Linked DNA regions of Sus scrofa: region 1 is linked to region 2. A link is a contact called in public Hi-C data. All regions are on one chromosome and are shown on one strand. Each heading gives the region's core, a stretch centred on a gene start, on an enhancer-like site or on the middle of the called end of the contact. The rest is flanking DNA. Distances are from core to core; before and after follow the strand shown. Region 1 overlaps LOC102159414 (a long non-coding RNA gene). Region 2 has its middle 570 kb from the start of BUD13.

What was found. Hi-C and Micro-C count contacts between places; a contact is called where the count stands out from the background.
Region 1: a Hi-C map of undifferentiated spermatogonia shows a contact between it and region 2, with 1.6 times the contacts expected there. The contact joins two enhancer-like sites. A contact is called at or near these places in 4 of 47 Hi-C or Micro-C datasets (brain, epiblast stem cells, fetal heart ventricle and 1 more).

What each region holds. Positions count from the first base shown.
Region 1 is chr9:43,688,865-43,694,627 of Sscrofa11.1, forward strand. All of the region lies in intron 4 of LOC102159414 (a long non-coding RNA gene), which reads right to left. Among named protein-coding and RNA genes, the nearest start is that of BUD13, 470 kb to the right of the region's middle. Within about 2 kb of position 3,992, at least 2 of the 83 cell types and tissues checked have an H3K27ac peak or open chromatin away from gene starts, as enhancers often do. A contact at or near this core is called in undifferentiated spermatogonia, where this site is marked.
Region 2 is chr9:43,596,977-43,602,458 of Sscrofa11.1, forward strand. No RefSeq gene overlaps it. Among named protein-coding and RNA genes, the nearest start is that of BUD13, 570 kb to the right of the region's middle. Within about 2 kb of position 3,640, at least 3 of the 83 cell types and tissues checked have an H3K27ac peak or open chromatin away from gene starts, as enhancers often do. A contact at or near this core is called in undifferentiated spermatogonia, where this site is marked.

The sequences.
Region 1 (5,763 bases), core at 2,742-5,241, 92 kb after region 2:
GGGGACTTTATACTCTTCCTCTTGCCCCTGTCATGCACTGCAAGACGCATGAAGGATTTCCAGCCAGAAGATGATAAGTGCCTCACGGTGCCCTGTGACTAAGCTTGTCCCCCAGGCAGAGGCTGCTTGGAAGGGGGGGGGATGTCGCAGGTGCTGCCCACAAGCAGGCACCCCATGGGGGAAGGGCAGGAATTTGGGGTCCCCACTGCAGCCTCTATCTCATACCTATGTTAGCCTAAACTGACAGCTCTGATGCATCCCGTGCAGAGAAAGTCCTAGAATGAGAGTCTGGAGGCCTGGATCCAGCCTCAGATGGGAACCAACTCTCAAGATGCCCTGGGCAGGTCTCCTACATATTCTGGATGTTGTGGCCCCATCCACGAAGCAAGGATGTCGGACTAGGTTATCTCTAAGGTCCCTCTAGTTCTGCCATGCTCAGCTCTGCTGTTTAGGAAGAAGGGAACTGTAGCGGTAGAAGCATTAGGAGTCAAGAAGAGATGGGGTTGAATAAACAGTCATAACTTAACATCCTTAAACACAGACTATGCTCTAGGAACTCAGTAGGGGCTTTACACATGTTCTTTCTTTTGATCCTCATAACAATCTTCAAGGAGTTCCCTGGTGGTTTAGTGGGTTGAGGATCTGGCATGGTCACTGCAGGGGCTCGGGTTGCTGCTATGGAGCACGTTTGTCCCCTGGCCTGGGAATTTCTGTATGCCATGGATGCAGCCAAAAAGAAAAAGAAAAAATTTCAAGATCCTATTCTAATTATCTTCATTTTATAAACGATGCAACTTAGAGAGATTAAGTAATTGTCTGAGGTCACACAGCCTGTTATCAGTGGGACCAGGACTGTCAGTTTTCACCCACCACACACACACACACACACACACACACACACACACTCACCCCACATTCACATACTCACACACACATTCACAAAAATGCACAGACATGCATTCACACACTCACACAGACATATGCTTGTGCGCACGCATGCACACACACACACACTCTCTCTCTCTCACCCCATATTCAGCCTGTAACCAGGCCCTGGGGTGGAGGCTGCAGGACCCACCTCTCCCAATCAGCCTCTTGGAATAGCACCTGGCCCCCCTCTCCCTTCCCTTGGACCAGCACAGCCCTAACTTTCTGGCACCTTCCCAATGTCAAAGATTCTTGTCAGACTACAAATCCCAATTTTTGCTCCAGAGAAAATGGCTCCATTCCATCTCATTCATTTCCTTCCTGCTTTCTACCCCCAATTTACGCACATCTCCTAAGGTCCCTGCCTCATCTCCAGCCAGAAGCCCCCTTCCCAAGGACTCCAGCTTCTCAGCATCATCCACGTCCTTGGCTCTTCTTATTCTGTGCCTTCGATTCCTCGGAACTGCTTGTCCTGAGCTTCCAGGCTCTGGGCTTCTCTTCTCGGGGTGCGGAATGTATCCAGCCTGCCTCTTTCATCCACAGCTTCCCATACATGGCCCCGTATCAGGCTCAGTGCATGGGCAGAGGGAGAGGGGCCTGGCCACTCACATGTGAGATCACAGCAGGACAGCAGACGAGACACCCGATGAGCTCCAGCAAGGGGCCTGTGATGCTGGCCGGTGCCGAGGAGAGGGTCTGGGGGTCAAGGACATTGCTCAGCCTGAAGAAGAGGAGGCTGGCCCCTGAGCAGAGGGGAGAGGGGCAGTGGAGTTCCCCAGGGAACAGAGGGAGGGACGTGTAGAGGGAAACAGCCCGAGGACTTGCTGATTCATTACAACCTGGAGGACCAGAAGAGGGAGCAGCAGAAGATGGTACCAAGCTGGGTGACGAGAGAGGTGTGGGGAACCTCACAGACCAAGAGCTGTGGGAAGGAAAGTCTGTGTGTGTGGTGTGTGTGTGTGGTGTATAATGTGTATGCGTGTGTGATGTGGATAATGTGTGTGTGGTGGAGCAGGAGAGGGTGGAGGATCTAGTTTCAAACACTGGTTTCGAAATAACAGAGGGATCTTCCAGTGGAAATGCCTGTTGGGTGATGAGAAAAACGAGATCTGAGCAGCAGGGAAGGCGTGTGTGTGTGTGTGTGTGTGTGTGTGTGTGTGTGTGTGTGTGTGTGTGTGTTGGGGGGGTTACATAATTACCAAGCTCTGAACTCTAAGCTATGAGAGGGGGGCCCCAGGTCTTAGCTCCCCCAGCCACACCTCCCCTGCCAGGGGCCTGAATCAGTGGCCTCAGCAGAAACTTGATGAATGAAGGCAGGTGACGGCCTCCTGACAGTGACCATGTAAAGATGACCTGCACCCCAATGGGGGCCAGGCTGTGGGGTGTCAGCAGGTGCTGGCACGGCAGGGAACAAAGGGAATAAGGCAGGCCAGGGAATGCCTGGTGACATTCTACGGAGTGCTGCCAGCAGGGCATCAGAGGACATGGGGCTGCAAAGAAAAAAGAGGGATGGGCAGGGGTGGGGCTTTTAGGTTTGTGGGGAGGGAGAGGAAGGTGGCTAATCAAACGTCAGCTAGAAGCAGTCAGAAAGGTTTCTACTCCGGTCACAAAGGTTAATGCTGGGCTCCGTGCAGGCAGGGGCCCTGGGCGTGAATCAAGTCCTTGCTGGAGGAAGCGGGGAGCCGGGAGTGGGGAGGGCCTCCCAGTTGCAGGGGACAGGGGCAGCGGCCCGGCAGTGACAGCACATGAGGTGGGTGCTTTGACTGAGGCGAGACAGGAACACGCTCTTTTGAAAGGGGAGACATAAGCACTTCGGGGGAGAGAGGGGGCTAAAGAGGCCAGCACCGGCCTTGGGATGGAGGGGGTCCAAGTGGTGCCTTGAGACTTAGGTCCGCAGGAGACAGAGCCTCCAGCCAGAATCGCTGCCTCCAGATTCCTAAGAGCTTCAGCTTCCTAAGAGCCTTAGGCACTGGGGAACCCAGGCAGGAGGAGCAAGGGTGTGGTCAACGTTCTAGCTGTCTCTCCCTGTTCAGTGGATGCTGTCAGTGTGCTGTCCCCCCTGTAGTGCGCGCGCACACACACACACAAACACACACACACACACACAAAGAGCCACACAGCAGAGCCACTTCTGCCATCAGCCAAGGTCACACAGTAGGTCACTGTCTGAGTTGGGGAAAAGCGCCCAGCATCCCCATGAGCAGATATCCCCAGAAGGACCGAGATGGAGGGACCCGCCCCCAGGGCCTTCATCCCCTCTCCTAAAGGCACCTTCCCTTCCCCGATCTTGCCCAAAATCAATCCCGACATCTCCTTAAATCGAAGTCAGCCACAATGAAAGGGTGGTGCAGAATTTTGTTTACCAATCCTGGCATCTAATTAAAATTAGCTGATGGTTCTTCTAGTTGGTTTTTTTGTCCTGACTATTTTTAAGCTGGAGCTGCTAGATCAGGGCCGCCACTAGTAAGCTGTCAAATCAAATTTTCAAAAGCAAATTGCTTTTATAATTAATTTAATTATTATTACGGCTCCCAGTTTTGTGTTGCCTTAATGAACACAATCAGGTTTCACCCTCTGCTTCTCCCCCCCACTCACTTAGCACCCCCTTGCCTCCCCAGACCCACCTCCCACCTCTCCAATCCAAGTTGGGCAAGTGGAAAGGAAAGAAGAGCAGACACGTGCCCGGTCCCCCTCCCCCACTCCCCAGCAGCTACCTCTCACTCACGCCCTCACCCTCAGAGTGAGTAATTAAAGTTCTGCTCCCTGTTATGGAATAAACGGTACATGTTTTAATTACCCCTGAGCTTACCCAGGCATCCTCACACCCCCGCCCAAGTCTGTGAATCCATGGGGGGGGAGGGGCAGTTAGGAGAGAGAGAGAGAGAGCTTCTGTGACAGTGACAGCGGTCTGTCACCCGGGGTCTGGAATTCACTGGGGAACTGTCAGTTACTAAGGAAACTAGGAGGGAGAGAAGAAGAGAGGCGTTTGGATCCAATTTTGGGTGACAAGTGTGAGGCATAATGATTTTGGCCCCCTCGGTGCATCCCAGTCTCAGTAGAGGAGTCCTGGGTGGGGAGGGGCGCAGGTCACCGGAGAAGCGTTACCTGGAGGCCACACCTGTCTCAGGAGCCGCGGGCAGGTCAGTGGCTGGAGACACAACGGGAGGCCCAGAGATGCGCCAGGACAGTGAACAGAAGCAGCGCGCGCATGCGCACATGTGCGCACCTGCCCACGTGCTCCCAGGAGCGCACAACTATTCACACCCGTTTGGGTGTGTCTGTGTATTTATCCTTTTCTGTCTTTGGGGCGTTTTCTCTTTCCCTCCTTTCATTTCCCCCCTTACTCAGTGTGCAGTTTAACGCATTTCCATCGTTTCCCCGTTTTAAGGGTGGGTGTGGTTATTCTGTTCTGTCCCCCTGCCCTTCTCTCTCTTCTGTTTTCTCTCTCTGTCTTTCTCCCTCCACTGCTTCCCCATTTTCCGCCTCTCCCTGCAGTCCCTGCACCCACCCCCCAATATCTCTTCTCTCTGTCATGGTCCAGCCTCCCAGCCCCTCCCCCCTGCCTGTTTTCCTCCCTCCCCCTGTTCTGGGGCCCTGGCTCAGACCTGTCCCTGTGAACTGTAATGGCGAGAGACCAAGGGACTCCTGAGCATCTGTGCCAGGCTGTGACTCCCCTCCCAAGCCCAGGGATTCCTCCTGCCCTGAGGATCCACGGCACCCACAGAGGAAGGGCCCAGGGGTGAGGATGGGGGTGTCAGATAAGCTCTTAAAATCTGATGCTGTTGGGATGCGGGAACAGAGGGTGTGCACCACATAAATCCCCACTGTTTCTGAAACAGAAGCAGAGCCCAGGAGAGAAAGGGAGGACTGGGGCGGGGTCCAGAAGCAGCCCAAGCAAGGGGGAAGCCCAGAAGGTGAAAGAGGCCCGGGGCTTATTTCTCGGCCTTGTGAATGGCAGGCAGGGAGCTGCATAGGATGAAGGTGTGAATCACCAGCTTAGTGGGGCTGGGGCCGTCGGTGACAGGTCATTCTGGACGCCACTCAGGAACCCCAGGAGGATGCCGGGCCCTGGGGAGAACCTGTCCTTCCCGAGACAAGGCGGTGTCTGGTGAGGCTGGGCCCTTCCACCTCGTCCCTGGGTGGGGACTCACTCCCTCTCCCCAGGAAGCCTAGGCTGGTACGTGGTGCCAGTACGTGAAGTGTGGTGGCCTGTATGTGGTGGCCTCTCTCCTACTGCAGAGCCATCCGCTCCTTTGCCCCTCACTCTCGTCTTCTCTTCTGGGTGCTCAACTGACCTGGGCTTGAATCCTTTCCTGTTCCCTCCACGGGAAGAGAGGGTCTGGGCTCCGTGTGACCTGGCCCTTAGCTCCCGGGGCCCCTCAGGGAGAGCCCTTGTGCCAGCGGCCACCCGGGCTGGTCAGAGGAGCGGGCAGAGGTGGAGATCACTCAGGCTGCACTGCCCAGAGCAGGACTAGTCTAGGTGGTAGGATGAGGAGTAACCTTTCTCTCCAGAACCCTGGCCTTGGGATGTCTCAAAAGAGATAAGGCCCATCTCTGTCTCCCCCGCCCACCCCTCCACGCAGCCACATACACCCATCCAAACGATAGCAACTCAGCCCTCCCTACTGTAGGGGGCGCTCTCTGGTCAGATGCCTGAGAGCAGCCTGCAGCCACTTCCAGGAAACAAGGTGCCCTTGGAGTCGGAATCTCAGCAGAGGTCCAATGCCAAGTTGAGGGGCCTCAGCCCGGCTTCTAAAGCCACCCACAGTGGTCTCAACAGTCCCCGGGTAGTGGGCTGACTTGGCCTCCTTTGACGCCCCTCGCCATCGCCAGGCA
Region 2 (5,482 bases), core at 2,390-4,889:
TCAAACTGTACCTACGCCACTGGCTCTCCAGCTTGCCCACGGACCCTGCAGGTTCGAGGACTCGTTAGTCCCCATAATTGCATGAGCCAATTCTTTTAATAAATCCATTTACATATATATATGGAAATGTATATTTATATATACATACATATGGAATATGAATGTGGAATACATATACATATATATGGAAATATATGTGAACATATATAAATGCATGGCTATATATGTACATATACACATTCTATTCTGTTTCTCTGGAGAGCCCCGACCAATATAGGGAGAATCTCACCCAACACTAGAGCAGATGATCTAACCCTCTGAGCTGTCCAGCCACAGAGTGGGGTGGGCCCTGGATATAAAAGCAGAGCCCCATCCAGCACCCACGTACTCAGCAGGGAGGGGGGCTCAACACTTTCCAAAGACCCTTCTCTCTCAGAGTCCATGACATTAAGGCGGCGGGAGGGAGAACATCACGCAGCCATCCTTCTCCCCAGATACTGGCCAGGGCAGGTGCCACCAGAGTGAAAGGAACCATGTGACATCTACTGCCCCGTGAGCTTTTCTTTTGAGCCCCCAGCACTCCTGATCCACTCAGACCACACGGTGAGTAAAGTGAGTTCTTCCAACTCCCAGCCTGGGTTCTCCCTTCCCCAGGAAGCTGAGAGGGGCGTGGAGGCGCTGAGGAGGGAAGTGGCCCTGGAGAGACCCGGGCTCAGCAGATGTGGGAGCCGCGTGTGGGGTCACCTGCAGGGGATGGAGAGGAGCCCCATCGGCTTGACCCAGGCCCCCAGATCACAGAATCACAGCATGGCCTAGGGGCCGCCTGAGAATAGCCAAGCTCTGCCCTCTCCACCCCCAAAAGGAAGACATGGGAGGCTGATAAAGACATAAGGGCTACTTCATCTGGAAAAGAAAATTCTGATCTTTGCATACTTTAAATACAGATTTGAAAGAAAACAGCATCGCTCTCACTTGGCATGTGTTAGGGATAATCCTATTATGAGGAGAAAGTGTGGGGAAAAAGTTTTCTCTGCGTCCCGTGACAGTGAGTTGGGAATGCAGGAGAATTTCATTCCCACTCGTCTCTCTTGTCTCTCTTCTCTGTCTTCTCCACTTCTCGGACCTCCCCACATACCCAACCCCCAAATCCTCTTCAAATGTGCTCCCACTTGCACTCTGGCTGGCTCTGTCCAGAGGTCACCAAGGAGACCTGACGTGGTCACCTGGATGCCATGGTTCCTCCCTGCCTGCTGACCAGAAGAGGAGGCAGCCAGAGTGGCAGCCGGGAAGCTGACACATGGAACCAGCAGCTGTGAGCAGAGCTGGTGACCTGGAGCCTGGGGTGCCTTGGGTATCCAGCCTCAGCAAAGGGAGCTGATGAGGGGGTTACACTCACTCCTGCCCCAGACAACTGGGCAGACTCTGCAAAGGAAGGGGAACTTTCTTTCTTTCTTTCTCGTCTTTTTAGTGCTGCACCTGCAGCATATGGAGGTTCCCAGGCTAGGGGTACAATCAAAGCTGTAGCCACTGGCCTACACCACAGCCACAGTAACAGGGGATCTGAGAAGAATCTGTGACCTACACCACAGCTCACAGGAACATCGGATCCTAACCCACTGAGCGAGGCCAGGGATCGAAGAACCAGCATCCTCATGGATGCTAGTCACGTTTGTTAACCATTGAGCCACAATGGGAACTCCTTTTTTTTTTTTTAAGGGGAACCTTCTTGAGGAGGAGCCATTAGTCTTTTCCGGAATGGATTTCAGAGTGGCAGCGTGAGCTGTGTGGAGTCTGAGTGTTACAGGTTGACTACATCCCTCCGAATCCATATATTGAAGTCCTGGCCCCCCTCCCCTCAGCAGTCAGAACATGTCCTTATTTGGCAGTAGAGTCTTTATAGAGGTGATCGAATTCAAGTCAGGTTATGAGAGTGGGCCCTAATCTAATATGCCTGGGGATAGACTCGTGTCCCCTCAAAATTCATATATCTGAGCTCCAACCTCCAGTGGGAGCGTATCTGGAGATCAGGCCTGTGAGGAGGTAACTCGGATGAAGTGAGCACATAAAGATGGGGCCCTGATCTGTGAGGGTCAGTGTCCTTATAAGACAAGGGGGAGACACCAGGGCTCTCCCCACCCCACCCCCCCAGCACGTGAGAAAGCAGCCAGGAGGCCATCTGCCACCCAGGAGGGCTCACAGCAGAAACCAAACCCAGCAGATCTAGGTCTTGGAAACATCCAGCCTCCCGAACTGTGAGAGAATAAATTTCTGCTGTTGGAATCATAGAGTCTGTGATATTTTGTTATGGCAGCCTGAGCTGACCTATACAACTAGTGTCCTTATAAAAAGGGAAATTTGGACATAGAGACACTCAGGGCGAAGAGGATATAAAGCACACAGGAGGATTTTCCACTGTGGCTCAGTGGGTTAAGAAGCCAACTAGTATCCGTCAGGATGCAGGTTCAATCCCTGGCCTCGCTCAGTGGGTTAAGGATCCAGCGTTGCCGTGGTGTCGGTTGCAGATGCGGCTCGGATCTGGCGTGGCTGTGGCTCTGGCGTAGGCCGGCTCCGATTCCATCCCTAGTCTGGGAACCTCCATATGCCGTGGGTGTGGCCCTAAAAAGCAAAAAAAAAGAGAGCGAGAGAGACAAGGAGGAGACGGCCATCTGCACGCCAAGCAGTGAGGAGAGGCCCGGAGCAGGTCTTCCCTCACAGCCCTCAGAGGAGCCAACGCCTGAGGCCCAGATTTCCAGCCTCCAGAACCACGGAACAGCGTGTTGCCCTTGTTTAAGCCACCCTGTCTGCGACACTTTGTCACCACAGCCCCAGCACTCTAACATACTGGGCTAGATAGGTGTCCCCAGACATGAGGATGGCAGGGCCAGGCTTGCCTGCCACGCAGCCCTCTGCTCCGAGCCTCCCCTCAACCTGGAGAAGGAACCACACGGGGCCCCAGGGGCTTCTTCCCTATTGACTGTGTTCTGGGCCCCGGAGCTCCAATCTCCCACTGTATTTAGGGAGTGGACGCCACACAAGACCCTATTTTGCTTTGCGAGAAGGAATCATCTTTTTCATCAGGCAACTAACACTTGGAGAGTGGAGACGGCGCAGGCGCGGTGCCAGGGAGAAGGCTGGTTGCCAGAGCCCAGTTCCCCGCGTTAATCCCATAGCTCATGGGTGAGGGCATCTCCGGCCCACCAAAGGGTAGGAGAAAGGCACTTATCAGCAGAAGCAGATGCCCTCCCGGAGGCCTGGCTGGTGCTCCTCTCTCGCTGGGGCTACGCTGGCCTGATGTTAAGCTGGATTAGGAGGAACCGGGAGGCCAAGGCAAGCAGAGGCGAAGGAAGGGGGTTGACTTCAGAGAGCAAAGGTGGTGGCCTGGCACCGACTCACCCGTTGTCTCCGGCCCTTTCCATCACCCACGCCCCCAGCACACGGGCGAGGAGTCCCCGCCACACAGTTGCAAAAAGAGATGAGAGACGGGGCTTGGAGAGAATCTGGTGGGCATCCAGAGAAGGCTGGCATGAGAACAAGGGACAGAGACAGAAGTGAATCACTCACGGGACTGCCTCCAATGGCTGCAGAGAGGCGGCAGAAGGCATGTCAGCCCAACTTTTCAGGCTTGTCCAGACTGCACCACCGGCCCCTTGGGGATTCGCCCATCGTTAGAAGTTGGCAACAATGCGGCAGTCTGTAGCCCCAGCCATCTGCCCCTGCCCAGGGGAGAAGCTCCTCCAGGCCGCCCTGAATGTGGTCAGTGGGAGAGCAGAAGACCAGAGCCTGTTCCCCTGGGTGGAGAGGAGAACGAAGGGCCACAGAGTGTATGGATTCCCGGATCACAGAAGGAAAGTCCTAAACCATCACGCTGATTTGGGCTCCTGGCAGACAAGCAAATCTGCTGATGAGAAGGTGTGAGGGCAGCTTGACAAACAAATTCGAACCCAAAGAGAATTGCCTTGAAAAAGGCACTTCCCATCAGAGGCCTCTTAAGACAGCTTTGAATTCTCAATGATAGATCAGTGGAGAGACCAGCATCTCAGCCAGCAGTGGCTCGTGTTTTCCCAAGTCAGGCATGTCAAGTTCAGTTCCTTAGCATGGTATTTCCAAGTCGCTGCAGACAGCAGATGATCTTGGGGCAGACGGAGCTGGTTTGGATCCGAGCTTCACCTCTTACTAGCTGGGTGGCATGGACTAGTTCCAGGAATCTCAGAACTTGCTTTCTGTATTTTTAAAAATGTATTTATTTATTTATTTATTGCTTTTTAGGGCCACACCCGTGGCATGTGGAAGTTCCCCGGCTAGGGGTCAAATTGGAGCCACAGTTCCCAGCCTATGCCACAGCCACAGCAATGCAAGATCCTAACCACATCTGTGACCTACACCACAGCTCACGGCAATGCTGGATCCTTAACCCACTGAGTGAGGCCAGGGATTGCACTCGTGTCCTCATGGATCCTAGGTGGGTTTGTTACAGCTGAGCCACAATGGCAACTCTGTTTTCTGTGTTTTTAAAATAAAGCTAAGAGCCTCCATCTCATGGGTTTGGTGAGTGGATTAAATGAGATGATATAAATAAAGAGTTGGGCACATAGTAAATGCTCAATAAATATTCTTTGTCCCCACCCCTCTTTTGTAGCTAATACATCATCAACCTCCTAGACAAGACTCACAGGGAAAGATTCCCAGGCTCTGTTTGAAAATCTCCAGTGATGGAGAACTCACCACCTAGATAAAGAGGGCCCTTCCACTGGGACAGCTCTCATGGTCCGAATGCTATTGTGCGTATTACAAGGTAAGTCAAAATCAGCTGCCTCATTTATCCTTATTTGGTCCCGTACCTCATCAGAAATGAGACATACAAAGGGAAGGAACGGAGTTCCTATCGTGGCTCAGTGGGTTAAGAACCCAACATGATGTCCATGAGGATACGGACTGGATCCTTGGCTTCACTCAGTGGGTGAAGGATCCAGTGTTGCAGTGAGCTGTGGTGTAGGTCACCGATGCAGCTTGGATCTGGCGTTGCTGTGGATGTGGTGTAGGCCAGCAGCTGCAGCTCCAATTCAACCCCAGCCTGGGAACTTCCATATGCCACAAATGCGGCCCAAAAGAGTAAAGGGGGGGGGGGAGTTCCTGTTGTGGCTCACTGGTCATGAGCCCGACTAGGGTCTATGAGGATTCAAGTTCAGTCTCTGGCCTCCCTCAGTGAGTTAACAATCCCGCACTGCCCTGAGCTGAGGTATAGGTCACAGACGAGGCTCAGATCTGGTGTTGCTGTAACTGTGGTGTAGGCTGGCAGCTGCAGCTCTGATTCCACCCCAGCCTAGAAACCTCCATATGCCACAGGTATGGCCCTAAAAAGACAAAGAAAAAAACTGTGAGGGGATGGACTTTGTTTTCCTTCTCCTACATAAATAGGTTCAGTTCTTATCTGCACGTTATCTGTTCCTCCATCACTGCAAACATTTACTCACTCACTCATTCA